Regions from separate parts of the Sminthopsis crassicaudata genome. Here region 1 is linked to region 2. The links are chromatin contacts, called in public Hi-C maps. All regions are on one chromosome and are shown on one strand. The core of a region is the stretch at or near the end of the contact, and the rest is flanking DNA. Distances in the headings are between cores, read along the strand shown.

Evidence for each region. Hi-C and Micro-C count contacts between places; a contact is called where the count stands out from the background.
Region 1: a Hi-C map of hippocampus shows a contact between it and region 2, with 2.3 times the contacts expected there. The contact joins the promoter of GABPA here to the promoter of MRPL39 in region 2. A contact is called at or near these places in 2 of 2 Hi-C or Micro-C datasets (fibroblasts and hippocampus).

What each region holds. Positions count from the first base shown.
Region 1 is chr3:259,562,619-259,569,787 of ASM4859323v1, reverse strand. GABPA (GA binding protein transcription factor subunit alpha) reads right to left here and starts at 2,581. Exons shown (of 10, transcript XM_074300578.1): 1 at 2,477-2,581. ATP5PF (ATP synthase peripheral stalk subunit F6) reads left to right here and starts at 1,995. Exons shown (of 4, transcript XM_074300581.1): 1 at 1,995-2,524; 2 at 4,079-4,249; 3 at 5,264-5,388. The coding sequence starts at 4,086.
Region 2 is chr3:259,389,949-259,397,460 of ASM4859323v1, reverse strand. It overlaps MRPL39 (mitochondrial ribosomal protein L39), which reads left to right and starts at 3,992. Exons shown (of 10, transcript XM_074300573.1): 1 at 3,992-4,129; 2 at 4,658-4,864; 3 at 6,901-7,040. The coding sequence starts at 4,075.

The sequences.
Region 1 (7,169 bases), core at 1,332-3,831, 170 kb before region 2:
CAAGTGTGCAAGATTTTAAAACTAATTAAAACAGCCGTTTGCCTTGTGCTTTGCAGTTGCCCTTTTCACTAGAATACTTACTTTCTCTACCTTAATCTACTCAACTATGTGACTCTATCTGAAAGTTAAGATATCCCAATTGTTGGGTGAGTGAAAATTCACCTAACCAACTACAAACTATACAGAGAGGGCAACCAACTATGTACTATCACCTATCAGGAAAATAGGGCCCTACATCTTGCAATCTGTTCTGATTCCAAATGGAGCAGTGACTATCAGCACTTTTTCCTCTTTTTGCCCTGAGAATAATAATCAAATCAATATTACTATTGCTATTAGATATCCTTAGGACTCCTTAGAGGCAGAATGGACAGGACTTAGGGTCTGAAGTCCGCAAGACCTGTGTTCAAATCTAGCTTCAGACACTACCTGTGAAATCCTGGGCAGGTCACTTAACCTCTGCCTAATTCTGTTTTCTCAACTGTACATCAAGGAAAATAACCTCTCTCACAGGGTTGTAAGGAGGATCAAGTAAAAGAATATTTGTAAAGCACATAGCATGGGGTCTGGCCTGTAATGGGCACTACAGAAATGCTTATTCTCTTTCCTTCTCCTTACTTACAACCCCTGTTACTTTACTAACCCAAACTTTCATGGTCATATTAATATGTTCTGTTCTACCCACATCCTCTCAATCCTCTGCAGGCACAAAGTGACTCATTTTTACACTTGTCACTCCAATGCCTATAGTGCCTGGCATACAGTAGGTGGTTAAACAATTCTAAAATCATTTAATCACTACCCTTTTCTGCCATCCACTGATCTCTTCTAAATGATCTTGGTTCATTTAGTTAAGTCATAAATAACTACTTATCTCACAGATAGTAAGGCGTGCTTGACAAATAGCCAAAAAAATCTAACCTCTTCTGGCCTGTTTTATCATCTCAGCTGTAATAAGGTGAGTGAGTATCTGATGTCATTTACGGTATTTTTTAGTTCTAAGTCTTCAAATATGAAATTCAAATTGTCTTTTGTTTTACTACACAACGTTGGCGTGATAACTTTCTTGGTTTTTAATCTCTGATGAATCGTTAGATAAACAACAACTGCAAATTACAAATAAGTATTCACTGCTCTAGGGGAGTTTATAGTCTAAAAGTTGGATTATACTTGAAAGTGGCCTTCCAGACATTTCAATGGGATAATATAGGAAAAATTAAGTTTACAAAACTGCCTCCAATCCTTTTATGAAAAAAAGCAACTGAGGGCATCTTAGAGAAAGTTGTTTTGGTGACAGTACGAATCTGCAGAAGCATAGGAATAGTTTAAACGATTAATTGTCAGAGTACAAGAGAAGGGACAAAGGCAAGCGCCGATTCACACGCAGAGTCACAAACAGCAATGGAGGTCTGCAACTGCAAAGCTTGTAAAAGTGGTCCGGGGAATGACTAAGATGGAGTGGGGGTGGGGAGGAGACAAGTTTTTAAGAATTCAGAGTGACAAGAATTCTGTGGGGTGAAGTGTCCCTAGATCTGGCCTCCGGGACCCCAGGGGGGACGGTCCCTAGGAAGAAAGGGGGTCCAGCACGAATCCGCTCCACTCCCCCCTTTCTTCTCCCCCCCAGCCCCCGTGAGGCCGGCGCCTCCTCCCGGGCCCTCCCTAGGCAGCGGTCTGCTCCCTCGCCCTCAAATCAGCACAAACGGAAATAGGAGGCAGCGCGTCAGGATCCAGCGGAAACAAAACAGTGACGGTGGCCGGTTAGTGCGGGAGAGAAAGCCTCGAGACAGGGCCCGGACCCGGGCTGCGGTCTCTGCTGCCAGCCTTTGCCCCTCCCTGTCCTGGGCCACTCACCCGTTTTGGGAATCAGCCTCTTTCTCCTACACGGTTCTTGGAGCCAACTGACAACCGTGGCGTCTCCGGCTCTGCTGCCTTCGACTCCCCAAGCAAAGCCACGGCTCCGGGGAGGCTCGGACCTCGGGGCCTTTCTTCGGCACCCCAACAGAGATCAGGACACCCCCGCCCCCCCCCCTCCGGCTCGCCAAGCGGTTTCGGGCCCTAAACTACAACTCCCAGAACCATACCCCCACCCCCACCCTTGACACTCAGAGACGGAACCGCGGGAAACAAACCCTTCACCCCTGTCCTCCCCCTTCGGAAAAATGGAGGTTCACGGAACCACAAGACCTCCACCCATCCCAAAGCCTTCTACATGCATTTTCCTACGCTCTGCTTTAAACGTATTAACAACAACCTAGAAAGGCGACCGGGAGAAAAATAGCTCTCGAATGCGCATGCGCACAGATCAATGGTTTCCACGCGCGGGTTTGTAGGGGGGTAAGAAGGAAAAGGGTGGAAAGGGCAGGAAGGATAGGGGGAAGAAGGGACAAAAAAAGATGGCGGTAGCGAGGTGTTCGTCACAGGACCCGGAAGCACTTTCCGTTCCGTTTCCTCCCGAAAAACTCGCCGTAGATCTCACCTAGGCCGCCTAAAGTCACTGTAGGTTTCCAACGTTCCTCCCTCTCCGGTAAGCAGCGAGAGCCTGGGTCGGTAGCGGCGAACCATAATGCAATTCGGAGGGTGGGGAGGCCTAGTGGGGCGGAGCAAGGACCGGAAGTAGGTCCAGTGGCTTCAAGTGTTCGGGAATCTTGACCGGGTTGCAAGGTGACTGTGACTGAGCGGTTGGGCCAGGTAGGTCAGGCTCATTCCGAGCTCTCTGTGTCCAAGGGTAGGTAATTCCTCCTCCTTACCCGGGAAAACTCTACGACTGAGCGGTTACCTGCCCCGATTTTCTCCTTAGGCCTTCTGTCTTCTGGAGAAGGGCTCTTTGCCCTTGGTGCCGCATGCTGGGTGCGGGCGCCGCGGTTGCATTCCTTAACTTGTTAGGATTAAGAAAAACAAAACAAAAAAACCTTAAGAAACTGAGCCTGCTGGATCGGGGTGAGGAGACTTGAGGATATAATCGTTTAGGGTTCGGGAAGCCTGCCTGTGGCCTGTCGGGGGTGCAAGGTCACAACCAGGACATGCTGGTCAGGTTCCGGGGGTTAGCTGCAGCTTCCCGTTTGTTTTTGTGTAAAATGCATTAGAAGAAACGGATAGGGCAAAGTGCAAAGTTCTCTTAACCTTAGAAGAGGGATGGATTTCGATGGCCTTTCAAGATCTCTAAAACCGCGCAGCCTGTACTAAATAAAGAGCAGTGGCTAGAGATTTAAAAGCCCTTTAACTTTTACATGTGAACATAGAGGAAATAGATGCAGTAAGAAAGTGGACATATTTAGGTAAAAGTTGCAGAATGAAGTGGATATTGATGAATAAGGTAATAGAGGTAATATGCCTGTTACATTAGCGTCCTAGCTGGAAATAGAACCCAAATATCCTTGTATTTTTTTATATACAGATGTGCTAGCACTTATATTTTGACCTTATTTCTACCCTTCCCCCCACTTAACCCCTGATTTACTTCCCTTAAGACTAACCGCTGAAGAGTCCATTGAGTTTTAGGTCTTAATGATGTGCAAGTTTTAGTTCTTTATAATTGTTTGTTTTTCAGTTCCTAACTTCATGCAGTCTTTTTTTTTTTTTTAATAATTTTTTATTTATTTTATAATTATATCATTTTTTGACAGTACATATGATAGGTAATTTTTTTACAACATTATCCCTTGCACTCCCTTCTGTTCCGAATTTTCCCCTCCTTCCCTGCACCCCTTCCCCTAGATGGCAGGCATTCCCATACATGTTAAATGTGTTATAGTATATCATAGATACAATATATGTGTGCAGAACCGAATTTCTTGTTTCATGCAGCCTTTCATATGCATAGGAGGCTAAGAAACTCTAAGGAAGAGATTTCAAACATTAAAGAAGCTTAGAAATAAGAGAATAATGGTGATTATTGTTCCTGTATTCAGATTTGCCTGTGCCTACAGAAAATTCTTAATACAGTGGATACATGGTATTAGTTTGTGATTTAGCCCTTTTGGGTGATGGTAAAATTAGAATTCACTGTGTTTTTACAGCTATGTACAGAATTTGCTTTTCTTTTCATTAAAATAATTTGATTCTCTTCATTTAACTTTAGGATCACTATGGCTCTTAAAAGTCTCCTCAAGTTTTCAACTCTTGTAAGGTCTGCAACTTTGATTTATTTTCGGAGGAACATTGGTATTACAGCTGTTGCATTTAACAAAGAACTTGATCCTGTTCAAAAACTCTTTGTAGACAAGATTAGAGAATATAAATCCAAGAGACAGTAAGTAGAAATAAAATCGTTTATTTCTGGCGATTGCAATAAAAAACCTTTTTAATTGTCAAATGTATTAAAACTATCCAAGAATCTCACTGTAAAACTGTTAAGCTTTTGAGATAATATTTTATACAAATAACAACTGTAAATAAGGGTGAAACATTTAAAAGCAAATAATCTGTAATAAATGCAGATTTATATGTGCAAGATACAAACAAAGTAGATGCCAGGCAGTCTGAAAGGGGAAGATCCCTGCTTTTGGGAGAGCTAGGAAAAACTTTACAAACTTTTTCTCCCTGATTTATCTTTTCATCCTCTCTGTATCTGAGTACCCTATCTACTCTGAAAGAAAAATGATTTTATGTTAAAAGTCATCTTCATATTTTTTTTACTCTTAATCTGGAAGTATCTCTCTTTATGAAGCTTTAATTTCTTTCTTTCATGGGTGACTTGTATTTATTTATATTTTTTCTTTTAATACTTATTCTTTGTGGACTTACAAATGGTGCTGTATTCTAGGTATTGTGCTAGGCAGTAGAACTCACAGCCAAATCTTCTGGCTTTCATTACTTTGCTACTTTCATCATATCACACTAGCTTTCCTGTATTGTGCTTCTTACTTAATGGCCATACTTTGCTCTTGACTTGATATTATAGTAGCTGTTTACAGTTAAATCAATTTGAAATAGTTAATACTTATTGAGTAAGAAACTGGTATAATGACTATAGGGCTGGTCTTTTAGTCAGAAAAACCTGAGTTTAAGTCCTCCATTTTGGCACCTACTAACTGTGAGACCATGGGCAGATTTTACAGTTCAGTGCTCCAGGTCTAAAATTGAGTTCCTTATACTGATAAAATCATAGCCCAGGTTCCCCCCCCAAAAAAATATACTTTCAGATCTCCAGTTTAACTGGAGAGTATCTCCAGTGACCTCTTGTTACTTGATGAAATGAAAATTATTTAATGTAAATGATAGAATGAATTTTATTTATTTTTATTTATTTATTTTTGCACATTAGGGCAGCTGGAGGACCTGTTGATATAGGTCCTGAATATCAACAAGATCTGGACAGGGAACTCTTTAAGCTTAAACAGATGTATGGTAAAGCAGACATGAATACATTCCCAACATTCAAATTTGAAGGTAAGCTTTAATTTTCAAATTAAATTCTAGGTTAGTGATTTATAGATATAAACTTATTTTGGAAGAGCATTTCATTCCAGTGGCCCTTGGAGCAAACTAGTTAGTACAGTGAAATTTTGAGATTTCAAAATTGACAAATTTGTGGTGCATTTTTTAGAGGTCAAGTTGTTTAATTAAACAGATTTGTACTCTAGAAGTATGTTGTATTCTATGTGTACTATGGCATTTTGAGTATTATAAATTGGTGGGGAAAGTCTTATTTTTGTGGGGTATTTGACTATTGACCATTCCTTCCTCCTCCTGGATACTCTTTGCCTCCTACTCCTCTCATCTATTTTTGTGATACTACTTTCTTCTGGTTCTCTTTCTGTCTTTACACCTTTAGTCTCCTTTGCTTTTCATCATTTTTCTAAATGGATGTTAGTGCATTTTAAATAATATTACAAATGTCATAAAATACAGTAATAAGTTATTATGTCATAATAATTATATCATTTGACTCACCTGAACCTTCTAGTCTGGGGTTAATTATCATATTAGTGTTGCAGATTTATATATCCATCCCCAGTTAGTATCCTCACCTTTAACCTATCATTAACTAACTTCCTTAGTCATTTCACACTGAACACCCCAGAGATATCTCAAGCTCCCTATGTCTGAGACAGAACCCATTTTTCCACCAAATTGTCTTTCATACTTTCTTTTTTCTTTCCAGTTCTCCCCATTCATATTTCTTAAGCATAGCTTGGACTGTCTGTCATTCCCGTCCTTGTAAAACACTAGCATTTCCTTGTTGCCTCAAGGTTCAAATATAAAGTCTTCCATACTATTTTTGGCCTTATATCCAATCTCTTTATATATTGCTCCCTCACCCACACTCTTCAACAAATCCAAACAGTCCTTTCTTCAGATCTCATTATGATGACTTTATACTGGCTCCTCATCTCTGCATTCCCTTTTCACTTCTATCTCATAGCATCTTTTCCTTCAAAATGCTGCTCAAACATTACATTCTTCACGTATTCTTTTGTAATTCTTTAAGTTGCTAAAGGCTTCCCTTTTAATTACCTTGCATTTATTTTCTATTTGTACTTATTCTGTATACACATGAATGTATTTGTTTTTCCAGCTGGATTGCAAATTTAAGAGGGATTGTTTCACATTGCCTTACATGTAGAAGGTGCTTAATAGATGCTTATTGATTGGTTATCTGGATAGTTAAAAGACATAATTAAACTTAGGTGAAAGGATTTTCTTCCTGTTAATGTGAAAAAAGCATTCTTTTCTTTAAAAGAAATCTTTGCTGGATATAAAAAGTGTGAAAAGGCCAGTGTTATTTTTTTTTCGGGGTCAAAAGTTTTTTTGTTGCTTAAAAAACATCTTAATTTGAGTTTAGTTGTTTTCTCTTGGTTGGCTTGCAGGTGCCAGGTGTTTTAAATGTTTACTTAACAGTTTAGATAACTTTAATTACAATGCTTTAAAGCAGAGGTCCTCAAAATAGGCCCTCGGGCCACATGCAGTCGGCTGAGGACGTTTATGCACCCACCTAGTTATGGCAAAATCAGTCAGACCAGAAGTGACTTTCCACCTAAACTCTAGTTAGCAACGCACACTGGCACTGGGCTGAGGTTCATAATTTTTGTTTTTACTATAGTCTGGCCCTCCAACAGTATGAGGAACAGTGAACTGGCCCCTTATTTAAAAAGTTTTGAGAACCAGTGCTTTAAAGTTTATTTACATTTCATTTATGTACATTATCTCTTTTGATCCTCATAATAGCC
Region 2 (7,512 bases), core at 2,743-5,242:
TTGTGGTTAGATTTATCTAGGAATGGGAGGAATAAAATGAGGTCCTCCACTAGTATGATTTTACTGCTCATTTCTTCTGTAGCTCATTTAACTTTTCCTCAAAGTTTTATTGGCTTTTTAAAGTTGTCTTTGTCAATAAAACTGACAACTTAGATGGCATAAAAATAGAATAAGCTCAGATAATAGAACAAGAAATAGGAAATTAAAATTCTACTCTAAGTTGTGAAAATTGAAGAAGTTATAAATGAACTTCCAAGGAAAGAAACTCTAATATTAGGTGGATTTACAATGAATTCCATCAAATATTTTAAAAAGAGTTACTTCTCCATAAACTATTCATAAAAATAGGGAAAGAAGAGATGTTATCAAATTTCTTCTTTGATACAAATATCAACTTTATGCTAATATTATGGAGAATCAAAACAAAAAGAATATATTGACCAATATCCCAATTGAACATTAGTGCAAAAATTTTAAATAAACCATTAGCAAATAGGTTATAGTGATATATCATAAAGATTATACACAAGAACCAATTTGGGCTTTTACTAAGTCAGAATTGATTTAATATTGGGGAGACTATGAAAATAGATCATATTAATTATAAGAACAACAAAAAGCTTATGATTAAACTAATCAATGCAGATAATTTTTTTTACAAATATAACACCCATTTTGTTAAAAATAATGCAAAACACAGGAATAAAGTATCTTAACTTAATAGGGCATTATGTATATATGCCAATGTATATATGTAAAATCGACAGCTTCCATTATATGTAATGAGGACAAACTAGATTCCTTTTCTATTCAGATCAGGAATGAAACAGGGTTATCTATTATCACCACTTCTATTTGAAATGCTGACTATCACAATAAAGAAAATAAGAATAGCAAAGATGCAACAAAATCATTGCTTTTTCCAAATGATAAGATGTTATACATGGAAGACTCTAAAAACTGAAAAATTAATAACAATAACTTCAGCAAATTTGTAGAGCATAAAATAAACTAATAAATCATCATCATTATAAATTATGAGAATTTTTGTATATTACTTATAAAATGTATCAGGAAGAGATAGAAAGAGGATTTACATTTACATTAATTAGAGACAGAATTAAATACTGAATAGCTTACCTACCAAGATGCACAAAGGACCCATATGAATACCAGAAAACACTGTTTACACAAATAAAGATAGAAGAATAATTGAGGAAATGTTCATTGTTTATTGGCAGAATGATTGAACAAGATAAAAATGATAATACTACCTAAATTAATTTATTTTATCAGTGTCATACCAATCCAACTACCAAAAATTACTTTATAGAGTTGAAAAAATAACAAAATTCATTTGGAGGAACAAAAGGTCAACAATATTATGAGAATGAATGAAAAAAGTGAGAAGGAAGGGAGCCTAGTCCTATCAGATCTTAAAACTTTGGTACAAAATGGTAATCATCAAAATGATTAAGAAATAGAAATTTACCAGTGGAACAGATTAGGGACACAATATATGGAAGGAAACACACACAGTAGCTTAAAGGTTGATAAACCTAAAGATCTACCTAATGGGGCAAGAATTCACTATTAGATAGGATTAGATAAAAAATTGTAAAACAGTTTTCCAGGAAATCAGTGTAGAACAATTCTTTAATCTGTATACCAAGATAAGCTCCCAATACGTATATGATTTTGGCATGAAAGGTAACATAATAAACACATTAGAGGAATGAGGAAGAAGATACTTTTCAGATTTATGGATAGATGAACAATTCCTGATCAAAGAGGGGATACAGAAAATAAAATCGACAATTTTGATGAAATAAAATCAAAACCTAATTTTTTCCCCACTTACAAAACCAATTCGTCTAAAATTAGAAGGAAAGCAGGTAAATGGGAACAACTGTATCAAGTTCTTCTTATATGGAGCTCATTTCCAATATATACAGAACTGATTTAAAATTATAAAAATTAGAACCATTTCTCAATTGCTAAAGGACCAATTAATATCAATAGAGAGTTTGCAAGAGAAGAAATTATCTATATCCCATGAAAAAAAATGCTACAAAAGACTAATTAGAAAAATGTAAATCAAGTAACTCTAAGGTTCTATCTCTCACTCATTAAGCTGGCAAAGTTGACCAAAAAATTATTACAAATGTTGGAGGGGCTGGAAAAACAGGCATAGTGATGCACTGTAGATTGAACTGTGAGTTATTACACACATTTTTGGAAGGATCTTGGAAGTATGATTAAAAATGACTAACCTATGAATGCTTTTGGACCCAGAGATAAGACTACCTGGTCTATATTTTGAAGACATCAGTGAAAAGGTTACGGACAAATATATTTATAACAAGGAAATTAAGGGGTACACATAATTTGAGAAGTAACAGAATGAATTTTGTTATATAAATGTAAAGACATATTAAAGTGTTACTAATACTATAGTTTAAAAAAAGTAGAAGAAGAAGGAGAAGGAGGAGAAGGAAGAGGAGGAGGAAGAGGAAGACGAGGAGGAGGAGAAGGAGGAGGAGGAGGAAAAGAAGAAGAAGAAAAAGAAGAAGAAGAAGAAGAAGAAGAAGAAGAATGAGAAGAAGAAGAAGAAGAAGAAGAAGAAGAAGAAGAAGAAGAAGAAGAAGAAGAAGAAGAAGAAGAAGAAGAAGAAGAAGAAGAAGAAGAAGAAAAAGAAGAAGAAGGAGGAGGAGGAGGAGGAGGAGGAGGAGGAGGAGGAGGAGGAGGAGGAGGAGGAGGAAGAGGAGGAGGAGGAGGAGGAGGAGGAGGAGGGAGGAGGAGGAAGAGGAGAAGGAGGAGGAAGAGGAGAAGGAGGAGGAAGAGGAGAAGGAGGAGGAAAAGAAGAAGAGGAAGAAGAAGGAGGAGGAGGAGGAGGAGGAGGAGGAGGAGGAGAAAAGAAGAAGAAAGATATTGTTTCAAAGAAACCTGGGAAGATTTGTATTAATTGATCAAGAATGAACTCAATAGTACCAGAAGGACAATTTATAATATTTCTATGGTCAACAAATATAATACAGTTGGATGTATCCAATAAAGGAATTTATTTTGTTTGGAAATGCTTTTTTAAAAATCTTAATTAATATTTTATTTTGCCCAATTATTTATAAAAACAATTTTAACATTCTTTTAAAATATTTTATTTTTCCAAATATATGCAAAGATGATTTTCAACATTCACCTCTGCAAAATCTTGTATTCCAAATTCTGTTTCCTCTACTCACCCCTCCTTAGACAGCAAACAATCAATAGGCTAAACACATGCAGTTCTTCTAAACACATTTCCTACTGAAAAATTTATAATTTTCGAACTGTCTCCCGCATACATGTAACTTTTGGAAATTCAGCATCTCCCACTTGGATAGAACAAAGCTTCTAAAGTGGGGGCTTTAAGGTTAAAGCCTTATATATATTATATCTAACTTATTATATGTTATATATATCATTATATATTATATACTCATATAATATATATAATGTGTTATATATATTACATATTTGTACATATCATTATATATTACATATTATTATATTAGTTATATATAACTGAATGTAGGTGACGGGGAAAACTTGACAACAATAAGAGATATCAAACTGGTACAGTGGCAAGAATCAATTCTTTACGTAAATCAGTATGCAAATTTACTTTCATCTTATAAAGAGTAAAATTATATGTATATTAAATATTTGTTTTAAAATAAAATTTTTTATGGTTTTTGGTTTGTGATGGTATAAGTACACAATTTTATATACCCACATATCTAGGGTCACGTAAAAATTTCCACAGGTGAAAAGGGGTATCAGTGGAAAAAGTTTAAGAATCCCTGGGATAGAGGGGCTAAGCCCTATTTCTCAGAGTAATTCCAACGCTAAGGGAAATTGACGCCAGAAATCTGGGCGTGGTCTGAGAACGCAAAAGGGAGACGCATGCCCCCTGCTGGCCAAGAAGCGCCAAGCACCGAGGGCCAGAAGCTGGCCGGAACCTAAGTGAGCAGCGCGTGTTTCTGGGGAGGAGTTTGGTGGAGCGGAAGTACACACAAGCCATTTATTTTCTTGATGGCTATGGCGAGTCGCGCGCTGAGGCGCCTGCGTTCACCATGGAGCGGTATGAGTAAGTATCTTCTGCTGATATTTCGGAGTGGAGACAATGAAGGAGATAGAAGGAGACAGGGTTTCTGGCCTACGGGTGGGAGCTGTTGCTTGTGAAAGAGCCTTTGGAAGCTCCATGCATGGGGGTGAGGCTCTCGGGAGCCAGGGGGTCACTTGAACCCGGTCAAGGCGAGGAGACCAGGGGCATCCACGGATATTACTTGGAGTCTGATTTAAAGTTTAGATAATTGTTTATTGAATTGCCTTAAATTTGTAACGTGAGAGCGCTTACCTCAGATGACCTTGGAGGCGTCACCTAAAATCTGACTTTGTTTCCTCTTCCGGAAAATAGGGTCACTAATCCCCTCACGCTCTCCGAAGTTTAGGGAAAATGTGCTTTGTTAATTCTCATTTTAGCGTTCTCTGCAGAATGTACTTGAAGTACCTTGTAGCGTGGCCACTTTGTGGGGATGGTTCTCAAAATCTTGTCGGATGCCCGTCTCCTCTTGCAGAGTAAGTTTTTTTAACTTTGCGTTCTAATTGTTGCCAGAGTTTATAGCCACTGCGCCTTCTTTTCAACTATCCACTACGGAAATAGCCAAGATGCGGAATGAGCTCTTTAACCAAGAGAAAGAGAGACAGCTGTCCCTACATCCTCGGACGGAGAAGATTGAAGTTAAACATGTTGGAAAAACGGACCCCGGTACTATTTTTGTGATGAATAAAAATTTTTCAACGCCTTATAATTGTGCCATGCGTAAGTAAACCTTTTTCTTTCTTTCTTTTTTTTTTCCTGAGGCTGGGGTTAAGTGACTCGCCCAGGGTCACACAGCTAGGAAGTGTTAAGTGTTTGAGACCAGAATTGAACTCGGGTCCTCCTGAATTCAGGGCTGGTGCTCGATCCACTGCGCCACCTAGCTGCCTCAAGTAAACTTTTTTTCAATGAGTAATCTCAGTTGCTCTGTTTATAGGAATTGTACCAGGCATTTCCCTCAACCTTGCTGAAGTTTTTTCTTGTCAGTTTATTAAGGGTTTGATATTCTTCTAATTAATTACCCAACTACAAGAGTATTTTCTGTGTGGAAACAAAGCTCTCTTAGGAAATCAAGTAGCCCAAATAAGCTGACAACTTGACTTCATTGCTTCTGAGGAAGAGCAAAAACTTTACTCTTTTTTTCTGGTCATACTCATGTTTTAGAAACAAAACCAACTTTTAAACAAAAATTTAACGGAGCTTTTCATTTTACTCCCTGAAATTGAACCCTTCCATCTAAAAAGAGAACTGGTTAAGAGAAAACATCTGTTAGTACAAGCATATATAACATCCTGTCCATGTAGTCCACATACGATATTTTAATTAAATTTTATATTTTTTATGAGAAAAATTTGTCAATGAACAGATTTCCTACCCTCTAATTTGAAAAAATAAGGAGAAAAAAATTTTTTTGGTTACATTTGCACAGTAAAGAAAAACATTCTCAAATTTGCTATGTTCAAAAATAAGTTGCAAGCTGCACCCTGTATTCTATCAGGAGGTGCATGCTTTATCCTACAATTAGGATTGGTCATTGTGTTCCTCAAAGAGTTCATAAGGTTTTCAAAATTGTTTTTATATTATTATTCTAGTATAAATTGTTCTCCTTATTCTGTGCACTTCATTCTGCATCAATTTGTACAAGTTTCCCTAGGTTTCACTGAAATTGACCTTTTTATCATTTCTTATGGCACAGTAGTCTATTAATCTTGATGACAATAGTAAGTGGAAATTGAACAATCATGGATTTTATTTTTATTTTTACAGGCAGAGGTAATGAAATATTTAAATATCTAAAACAGAAAAATAGAGCTTAATTTACATTGATTACCTAGTCTTATGGCTATTTTTTCCCCCTTTTCAGAAAACCTAGAGCTCCATTGATAAGATTAATATTTAATAATCTAGTTATCAGTTTATAAGGGAATATATTCTCATATTCTTCTATTGCCTTAATGTTTGAAGCAGTAACATTTATACTTCTATTGCCTTAATATTTGTAGCAGTAGCATTTATACTGTATAATGCTACCAACTAGTATCAACATAGCTCTTGTTTTATTTTTCTAATAGTGGTAATAGACTTGATCCCATCCAGGTTCTATTACCAAGTCTCTTGTGACAAGCTTCTTTCGTGTAAGAAATATGATTGTGAATTTTCTATCTATAAAGACTTGTGTTCTTCCTAACTTTATATGTAGATCTAGCCCTTGGAAAACTTTTAGATAATTTCTTGCTGAATATAGCCAATCATATTATTAATTTAGTTATTTAGGAAGAGAACAGATATTTTCTTTCTTGGCCCAATGCTGTCCTTAGTTTGTCTTTTGTGGATTATTTAGACTACACAAAGTGGGCATGATATCGTAAATGTCCTGTTTAGTTTTGTGTAAGACAAAGAATACTTTAGACCAGTGGTCCTCAAACTTTTTAAGTAGGGGGCCAGTTCACTGTCCCTCAGATTGTGGGAGGGCTGGACTATAATAAAAGCAAAAACTCACACTCTGTCTCCGCCCCTCAGCCCATTTTCCATAACCTGGCGGGCCACATAAATGTCCTTAGTGGGCCACATCTGGCCCGAGGGCTGTAGTTTGAGAACCCCTGCTTTAGATATATTGATTTTAGTAATGAACTGTTATATTTTGGAATATACTAACTTTTAAAAAGATCACTACTATGTCTATTGATGTTACATTTAAAAATGAAATATTTTCTGTAATTTTGATTGGACTTAGGTCTATTGTATATTTAACTCTTTAGATTTAAGTGAATGGTATTGCAAGAAATCCATTTTGGCTCTTGTGGATGGCCAGCCCTGGGACATGAATAAGCCTCTGACCAAGTCATGTGAAATTAAGTTTCTTACTTTTAAAGATGAAGATCCTGAGGAAGTGAATAAGGTAATATTATTTATGAATTAAGTATTTTTTTTTTTTCATTAAGCCTAGTTTAATTTGACTAATAAAAGTAATTCAGCAAGCATTTAATTAGTATCTTACTATATGCAGGTTATTTTGTGTATAAAGATGAAAAATTATGGAATTTGTACTAAAGTAGTTTTTAGTCTTAACTGTGGGGATGTGGCATCTACATAGATTTCTGGGCAATATGAGTTGGTATATGAAAAGGACAAAGGATCAATCTTAGGAAAATTTGAGAAGAAAGAATACATTCAGGTGAAGGGCGTCAGGAGAATTTGTGGATGTGGCACCTGAATTTAATATTTAAAAAATTATTTGGAAAAACAAAGATGAAGGAGTATATTCTAGAAAAAGAAAATGAATTATATTAGTGTTTGGAGAGAGAAAATTGAATTGGAGAGAACAGGTAGTCTATTTGCCATAGAACATAGATTTGTGAAGGGGATTAATG